2 separate regions of the Mus musculus genome follow, and region 2 is linked to region 1. Evidence: chromatin contacts called from public HiChIP or PLAC-seq data. All regions are on one chromosome and are shown on one strand. Each heading gives the region's core, a stretch centred on a gene start, on an enhancer-like site or on the middle of the called end of the contact. The rest is flanking DNA. Distances are from core to core; before and after follow the strand shown.

The links. HiChIP or PLAC-seq counts read pairs in DNA pulled down with a chosen protein or histone mark.
Region 2: a contact with region 1 is called in an H3K27ac HiChIP or PLAC-seq map of extraembryonic endoderm stem cells. The contact joins two enhancer-like sites. A contact is called at or near these places in 8 of 484 Hi-C or Micro-C datasets (Sertoli cells, bone marrow-derived macrophages, cerebral cortex and 4 more) and 2 of 115 datasets of contacts at active chromatin or transcription factors (astrocytes and extraembryonic endoderm stem cells).

Annotation. Positions count from the first base shown.
Region 1 is chr1:153,959,940-153,964,552 of GRCm38.p6, forward strand. No RefSeq gene overlaps it. Among named protein-coding and RNA genes, the nearest start is that of Gm30327, 29 kb to the right of the region's middle. Within about 2 kb of position 3,297, at least 54 of the 459 cell types and tissues checked have an H3K27ac peak or open chromatin away from gene starts, as enhancers often do. A contact at or near this core is called in cerebral cortex, colon epithelium, extraembryonic endoderm stem cells and 2 more, where this site is marked.
Region 2 is chr1:154,032,954-154,037,535 of GRCm38.p6, forward strand. The region is part of intron 3 of LOC108167736 (a long non-coding RNA gene); the gene reads right to left. Among named protein-coding and RNA genes, the nearest start is that of Gm46165, 28 kb to the right of the region's middle. Within about 2 kb of position 1,413, at least 127 of the 459 cell types and tissues checked have an H3K27ac peak or open chromatin away from gene starts, as enhancers often do. A contact at or near this core is called in cerebral cortex, colon epithelium, extraembryonic endoderm stem cells and 2 more, where this site is marked.

The sequences.
Region 1 (4,613 bases), core at 2,047-4,546:
GTCTGAAGTTCACATTTTGTTAATTTTCTGGTACTTTAATCACAGACCTGATTTAACTCCGTGTTAACATCTGTTACACTGAAAATTCTGCCTGCTGCTCCATTTTCCTGCTTCATATATTATTGTATTTTGGAACCAAGTTTTCTGAGTGTTACATATTTTTTAAGGGTTTACTTATTTATTATATGTAAGTACATTGTAGCTGTCTTCAGACACCCCAGAAGAAGGCATCAGATCTCATTACGGATGGTTGTGAGCCACCATGTGGTTGCTGGGATTTGAACTCAGGACCTCTGGAAGAGCAGTCAGGGCTCTTCCCTACTGAGCCATCTCTCCAGCCCTGAGTGCTACATTTAAGATTTTTTTTTCTGTTTTCTTTCCCTGGGGATCTCTTGTTCTTGTTCACCCGACTGAAAATCATTACATCATCTTTAGAGGCCAATTCCTGATGTTTCAGCCTGGGAGAGACAAGATCCTGGGCCTCAGTGGTGCTCTCCTTTAGACTGCCCCTCTGGGGAAGGCAGCGCCAAGCTTCTGCTGAGGGGCTGTGTAGAGATAACAGTGACTGAGGGGAAGCAGAGTATCCTTTGGGATATGAAGCGTTTGCGTGAAGGACTCATTTACATATTTGTAAATTATGGAGCACAATACTAAGTCTAAATGTGGTTTAATGATTTTCTAAATATGTACAAGTACATATAAATTTATATGTAGTATACTTGTTTACCATAATTGTATATAGGATAGAACATGCATTACATAAATGGCAGAATGGCAGGAAGGAGTGGTTCTCAACTGAGTTTTACAAAGGCATCCAGGAACTAGAAAGAGATAAAATTGTTCATTTATTTGTTTCCACCCAAGACAGATTTGATTACTAATTGACTGTAAGTTATTTTAGCAGGCTTAGGAAATAGAATAGAAATGAAATACATATGGTCCTCACTGCACTCACATTCTAGTGAGAGAAACAAATAAACAAACAAGCAAGCATCAGGCTAACCCTCTGTGGCCCACTGAAAGGAAGAACAGGTTGAGAACTACTGGTTATTGGGATCTGGAAAGATAGTTCAGTGGTTAAGAGTATTGACTGCTCTTCCAGAGGACCTGTGTTGGATTCCCAGTACCAACATGGAGGTTCACAACAATCTGATCTCCAGTTTTAGGGGATACGATACCTTCTTCTGGCATCCACAGGCACCAGGCATGCATGTGGTGCACAGATATACAGGAAGATACAACATCCATATACAAAAAAAGAAAAATAAATAAATCTTAAAAAAAATAACAACAGCAAAACCAACCAATTGTGTGCGCGCACGAGCACACACACACACACACACACCCTACTGATTGTTGGTGTTGTAACACATCTGTAATCCCAGCTGGAGGGGTACACAGTGAGTTTTAGGCCAGCTTGAGCTACATAGTGAGAACTTCCCTTTGATTACATTTTATTTTTCAGTTTATTATGTGTATAGCCTCTACACCTGTGGCTATGTCATGTTGAGAGTGTGGAGGTCAGAGGGCAACGGATGGAGTCAATTCTCTTCTTCTACCATGTGGGTTCTGGGACTTGAACTCAGGTCATCAGGCTTGGTAGAAGGTGCTCTGACCCCCTGAGCTATCCAGTTGGCCCAGTGAGACTCTTTCAGAGACACAAAAATAAGTGAATGAATGACTACCTACATACGTAAAGAAAGAAGTGGCCATCTAACTAGACTAGACTCTGCAGAGCTCTCTCTGGGTTTTCCTCTCCTAGGTGTGTCATCTTCTCCAAAAGAGATATCAAGAATGTTATTTGCACCGGGTGTTTTGTGCATGCCTTTAATCCCAGCTCTCAGAAGGTAGAGACAGTCCGGATCTCTGTGAAGTCAAGACCTGCCTGGTCTACAGAAAGAGTTCACTGTGTGTTCTTGACCTGTCCAAAAAAAAACAAAAACAAAAACAAAAACAAACCAAAAAACAAAAAACAAAAACAAAAACAAAAAAAACCTAGAGTTCTATGTAAGTCAAAGTCCCGCCTCCTCCTTCTTCCTTTCGAACCTTAACAGGGTTCTAAACTCTACTGAGTGGAGGAAACTCTCTCCTTTCTAGCTCCCAGTGATAGGATAATACCAGCTCCCTAGAAACAAAAAGCTAAGCCGTCTGGCCAAATGTGCTTTCTTTCCCACGACAGAGTCTCCTTGCAAGTCACAGCTCTTTCTTGTTTAAAACCCTGCATCCTGAGAGGTCTAGAAAGGCACGGTGTAAAGCTGGCGACCTTTTAAGATTTGTAAATCTCCATTAGGATATTGCTCAGGGTTTTATCTGAGACCCGGCTTTTGTTTGTCGCCCAGTGGACTTTCCTACATGCATATCTGTTGCTTAAAAAATGCAAGCAATTTACACAATCCCTGGCTCCAGATCCTACACTTGAGAACAAGGCGGCATTGTGCAAGCAGAGCTCTCTCTAGCTTTGAATTCGTTGTGTCCTAGATTTACTTATGGAAGTAGGCAGTACAAAGAAGGGATGACTTGTTAAAATTTTTACAATTCAATAACAAAGCTGACATTCAAATCTATAACTGATTTCTGGGTCATTGCTCTCCAGGCACCAGATTAGATATGGTGTGTTCACGAAGTACTAGCAGGATGCCTTCAGCTGACTGGAGCTTTCTGTTGCTAATTCCAGGGAGGGTCACATCCGCACTGTTAAGGCCAGTTGTAATTTAGAGAAAAACATGCTGTTCAATTGAATAAGAAGATATAGTAATGGTTTGAAGAGGAAAACTCAAATAAATGAAATGTTAGAATTTTTTTTTTAAACTTCAGGTCATAGGTATCATTTGGAGAGAGAATCATGTAACAGTCGATAATAATTAAAAAGCAATTATCCAGGTGTGGTGGTGCACGCCTTTAATCTCAGCCTTCAGGAGGCAGAATGAGGCAATCTCTGTGAGTCTGAGGCCTGGCTGGTCTACACAGCGAGTTCCAAGCCAAATGGGAGCACCTTGTCTCAAAATAACTAGCTAATTAACTAAACAAAAAATGACAACAAAAAAGAACTAAAATTTCTGGTGGCCAGATATGGTGCTGTATGCCCTAAGTGACAATCAAGTCTTTTTTTTTTTTTTTTTGGTTTTTCGAGACAGGGTTTCTCTATATAGCCCTGGCTGTCCTGGAACTCACTCTGTAGACCAGGCTGGCCTCGAACTCAGAAATCTGCCTGCCTCTGCCTCTCAAGTGCTGGGATTAAAGCTGTGTGCCACCACACCTGGTGACGATTGAGTCTTATTGGTTGTTCAAGGGAACTCAAAATTGGTTCACAGGAAGCTGTTGGCTCCTCTTTTGCACAACCTGTCACCCTACCTTCACTGGTCCCTGCGTTCTTATCTTGGCTTGGTGGAGGAGGTGATATCCCTCCCCCGAGAATCCCCTTGGGGTGGTCTTCAGGTCATAGTGTTCTAATGTTAGAAATGAATCCGTGGTGGAGGTCTCCCTAGACAACATGCCTCTGGCACTTCCCCAGCAATCGCCTGGGAAATGCCAGAGAAGGGAAAGACCTGAACCAGAAAAAGTCAGCCTTGCTTCCCAGGGAGTTGTTAAATAGTTATGGGATTCCAGGCCCAGGATTTATGCCCACTGCTGAGTTGTTTTTGTGGTCCCTACTCAAATACACTATTGGTCTGTGTCTTTCCATCTTCTGAGCCTGGGGAATGCTGGGCCCGTGCCTAGGCAGAGGTCAGCTGGCACTTGGAAAGACTGAGCAGGAGGCTTCTTTTCTTCATAGTTAATATGATCTCGTCACTTCAGGGACTTAAACTCAGGTCTATTAAGCCCCAGATTCAATTCTTCTGGAAAATATCATCTGTCTAGGGCTCTTCTTTCTGGGCAGTAAAAGTACTACCAATTCTGTTTTAGTGTAATTGCTAGCAGCTGGCTGCTATTCCTTCTTGTCCTAGACCACAAGGGCCAAGCAAGGGTTGGGGTCAGGCCTTCACCACCACATAAAGCACTCATCTTGTAGGCTCTGCTCTTGCTTCAGCCCACCCCGGGCACACACATGACAGATCTGTCCCTCCCTCTTTAAAGACACGGTTGGAATGCTTCTGTGAATTTTCATCTACAGTCTAGCCATTGTATCAAGTGCGCACTAAAGCTCAACATTTGCCTAGAGGAAACAAGGAAGTGCTGTTGGGGCTCCTTTAAGAACTTGTTTATGTCTCTAGCTGGCCGGCTGCCTTCTGTTGTTCCAGCCATGTTTATGACACAGGCTCACCCTTCTGCTCCTTGTTTTGAAGGCCTTGCTGGGGGACACTCACACTGAGAGTCAGTGTCTCAGCCTTTTCCCAGTCGTCGTCGGGGACAAATGTGTATGTTAGTTTGGGCCGCGGTGCCTGCTTAGTCCTGCCAGTGTTTTGAGCCAGGCCACCTTCTCAGCACAGCACGTCTTTGGCCCAAATGTACCAGAACATTTTCCTCAGGAATGTGAACCTGAGTTCTTGCAGATTTCAGGAGTGCATAATTACAAACAGAAAAAGAGAGAAAGAAAGAAAGAAAGGAAGAAAGAAAGAAAGAAAGAAAGAAAGAAAGAAAGAAAGAAAGAAAGAAAGAAAGAAAGAAAGAAAGAA
Region 2 (4,582 bases), core at 163-2,662, 71 kb after region 1:
TCAACAGACACGTGGGGCTAGAGTGGGGGCGGGAGTGGTAGATATACCAGAGACTCAGGAGATGCAATTCAGCAGGCAATATTCAGCAGCCGCGGTGAGTGCACAGGGACAGAAGAACCATCACTTAATAAAAAGCACTGTTAGAGCCGGCCAGTGTGGCACTCACCTTTAAACCCAGCATTTGAGAGGCAGAGACCGGAGAATCTCTGAGTTCGAGGCCACCCTGGTCTACAACCGGAAGTTCACAGAGAAACTCTGTCTTGAAAAAAAACAAAACAAAACAACAGCAAAAACCTGTTAGAACAGAACAACCCATTTCAAGTCAACTATTTATGTTCCTGTTACTGCTCTCTTGTTACAGTGAATCTTATATGTTCATTTTAAACAAGGATTCTTCAAGTTTATAACTTTTTTGCTGCATTTTGATTTTCTTTCCTCTTTTTTTTTTAAATACTTATCTCCTATATACATAGCTAACATAACCAAAGCTTTGTGTCAAGTAGTATGTTACATTTCGTCTCTGTATGTGTACATTGTGGTGATCTAGTGTATAAGACCTGTGTGCAGTGTTTATCTGTGTGTCTCTGTGGGATATGTATATGACGCATCCAACATATATGCATTATATGTTTCTATCTATGTTTGATATTTTTGAATGTTTATATGATTGTGTGTGTCGTATCTATGCTCTATATTTGTGTATCTGTTTCTGTGTGGAGTGAGTGTATATGTAGTGTGTTTATTTGGGGTGAATATATTTCTGTTTCTACAAGTATTAACATGGTCTGTGTATGTGTGTCCAAGTATGTGTGTGAATTTGTGTATGAACAAATGTGTGTGTGTGTGTGTGTGTCTGTGTCTGTGTGTGTGTGTGTCTGTGTCTGTGTGTACTATGTTCATGTTTGCTGACTCTAGCATCTCAGGTCCAAATTCAGACCTTAGTTACTGTTCTGGAAAGTGAGACTTCCCAGGCACAGCATCTGAGACTGGCTAGCATCTAAGAGTTGGACAAGGCACTTTGCATGGTAGACGTTTGAGAACCTGCACAGTCACTGTGTGTGCTGGGGGCAGTGACATGCCGCAGCTTCTGCCGAGGCCAGCGTCCGTGCTTATCAGCAGTCAGCACCCTCAAGAGCCATTATCACAGGCCACAGAGCGCTTGACTTCACATGCTATGTGTTTCTTTCTCCTCTAAGATACATTTTCATTCTCACCTAAAGACAAAAGGTCTCTTGGGTGGATCCATGGGTCCTTTTTCCTTGTTAGGCCAGTCGACATCAACAACGTCAGCCTTTTTGTCGGGGCAGGAAGTGGTGGCGCAGATCCAAATCAGCAAGGTGGCCTTTCCCCTAGTTTCTAGCCACAGTTCCGACTTGTGTACACAGCTCTGCCTCACCCTGCACAGTGAGCATGCCCCGCTGTGTGGCTCAGTCAGCCTCCTGCCTCCTGACCTGGCTCTTACACAGAAGATGAGACAGTCGTTAGGCCAAAGCATTCAAGGTTTAGTTTAATCCCATAAGTGAATTCCTCTAGTAGCCATCAAGAGGTGTGGCCATACCCTAGGGGAGGAGGGAAGGCTGAGAGCTTGGCTCAGGGTAAGCTAGAACTCACACCCATCCAGGTTCACTCCTTACTCTGTGACTGGGATACACAGGATCTTTGGGCTCTGCTTCCTCAGTTGTTCCTGACTTACTTAGTGTTGGGCAGCAAACCTGGTATAGAGTTCATAGCGAAGTACATAGACTACGACCTTTTATTCAGTGTGTAGGTTGGCTTCCTGGACCCAGCCTCAGTCTGAGGGAGAACAGGTTGGGAGCAGAGTTCTTCCCAGACTGCTCTGTAGTCAAGGTTCTAGAAGCAAGTCATCGTTTATACTCCAACTAAGATGTGCAAGGCCAGAGGAGGGGTGTGTGTGTGTGTGTGTGTGTGTGTGTGTGTGTGTGTGTGTGTGTGTGTGTGTAAGTTTGAGGGGGTGTGTCCAGGTGCAGAGACTAAAACCAGAGGAAGATATCACTTTTTGGCCTTTATTCCCTGGAGACAGGGTCTCTCACTGAACTTGGAGCTAGGCAGCAGCCAGCAAGCCTGGGACCCTTCTGCCTCTGCCCCAGCACTGGGGTTGCAGGTGCTTGAGCAACCACATCGACTTGAATGACATGGATCCTTATGCTTGTGATGCGAGTGTCCTTACCTGTGAGCCGTTTCTCCACCCCTACCACTCACATCTCGGCTCTTTTACCCTGACTTCCAGCGGCCAACATCTGCACATATCTGACCTTGCACGTCTCAGCCTCCTCTAGCTCCAGCAAACCGGGGTTCCCTTAACTTGGTGCTTTCTTTCAATATTTAAAAAAACGAAACAAAACATCCATCACCACCACCAAACTTTTCTCAACAACCCAAGTACTGAATTCTTCACCTAACTGAAAAGCATATGAGAAAGCTTCCCGTATGCTTCTGAACTATTCTTTGATGAGACAAATCTGACCTTCTTTTAGCTGCATCTCCCAATGGAAGGTGCAGCTTAGCAACTAGCGACAGCTGGCTTGCCTTTGTTAGGGACTTGGACACCCCAGGTGACAGGAAATAAATACATTTTGAATTTGTGTGCTTAATAATTTATAAAAAAGTGTTTGATGATGATGAAGAAGAAGAAGAAGAAGAAGAAGAAGAAGAAGAAGAAGAAGAAGAAGAAGAAGAAGAAGAAGAAGAAGAAGAAGAAGAAGAAACCCCCAGGGGCTGGAACAATGGTTGGTGGTAAAGAGCACTGGGTGCTCTTCCAGAGTACTACCTGAGTTTGAGTCCCAGCACCCACCTGGTGCCTCACAACTATCTGTAACTCCAGTTCCTGGAGATCACACCCTGTCTTCTGGCTTCTGAAGGCAATAGGCATGCATGGAGTGCACAGACAGACATGCAGGTACAACATCCATACACACAAAATAAAAGTATTAAAAAAAAATCTCCCAATTGATCATTTCACAGGATTTTTAGAGAGGTACTGGTCCTCTTTCAAGGGAGCAGGCTGTAAACTGGGGATGTGGCAGCCATGTGCCCCATCCTTAGATAGCCTGGGTCCCTGAACCTTGACTAGGGGTGATGAGAAAATGAAGAAATGACAACCACAGAGACATGGGACAGCTGGGATTGGATGGACCGGACTCTCTGATGGAGAAGACACAGTGCCCTGAAGGGCGGCATATTTACTATATACAGTGAACGAGGAGGCAGATTTTTACATGCTGATAAACAAGGCAGGGTTTGTGGTATACAGCTGAACAAGGAGGTGGATTTAGCTAATCCCAGTAAGGACAGTCTCTGTAGAGGAGCAGTCTTTAGGCCATACATCTGGGGTAGAAAGCTACGGAGAAAGCACATGTTCTGTAGGTGATACCTATGTTTCCACTCAGAGCAGGAGAGAAGGCATTGCCCCTTCCCTGAGCCTAGCAGGGGCTTTGCCACACCTGTGGAGCTGAGATTGTGTGGCTGATGACATGGCTGTGTCCTTGTTAAACAATACACATTTGATGAGGACTTTACCCGATCCCTGAAGCCCTGTCTGTAATCTTAGCACTTAGGAGGTGGATGCAGGAGGATTAAAAGTTCAAGGCAGGAGTATAGTGTAGATGCAGTGCTCATGAATAGGGTTCTCAAAAGTAACCAACTACCAACCAACCAACAAAATAAATAAACCTACTTTGAAAATGTTCAAGGTTATCCTTGGTTAGTTCTTATATAAACTGAGGACATGGCCATTCCATGATCTTATTAAGGGGGAGATTTTTTATTATAGATGTGAGTGTGTATGTGTGTGTGTGAGAGAGAGAAAGAGAGACAGACAGACAGACAGAGACAGAGTATCTAGGACACAGAGAGAAAGTACCAGACTGAACACGCCATGAGAGAAGCAAGAATGGGGTGTAAAATGAGGAAGCTGGAGTGCACAGCAGGAGGGAGACCAAGAGCAGAAGACAAAGACAGGGAGAATAATAAGATAGCAGGGTTATAAGGACAATGAGAAGCTGGGGGGAGGGAAGCCCATGAGCTGAAGGGAGGTTAGGGTAGGCGGGGAGGTGAAAAGAGCTAGGATGCATGGACTTTGAAATGTGTAACAAGTTCCGTTTGTACTGAGGGAGCCTGGAGGCCAGCATGGGCGTTGGTGTGTTCATAGGCAACTAACTCAGATAGCCTTTTGTCCTTTTTGCCTTTTGAAATTTGGGGAAATGAAGTTTCCTTTGGACTTGACAGTTCTGAATTAGCTTGAGTTGTCTTACACACACACACACACACACACACACACACACACACACACACACACACCATAAACAAACACATTTTCCATCAGAAGAGGAGGTTAAAGCCAGAGTTCCCCAGCTGGGCACCCCATGCTTCTCCATGGGTGAACCTCCCAGTTTTCCCTCTCAGAGCTGTCAGAACAAACAAAGGGCCTGGGCCTTTCTCTCTGCTCATCCTCTCCCTACCTTGAACATGAGTGAGGAGCTGGCAATGTTTTCCTTAGCTGTATGAGGGGCCTGGGGCCAGCCTATGGTGTCAGCGCGGTGGTGAAGCAGGTTTATTGTGGACA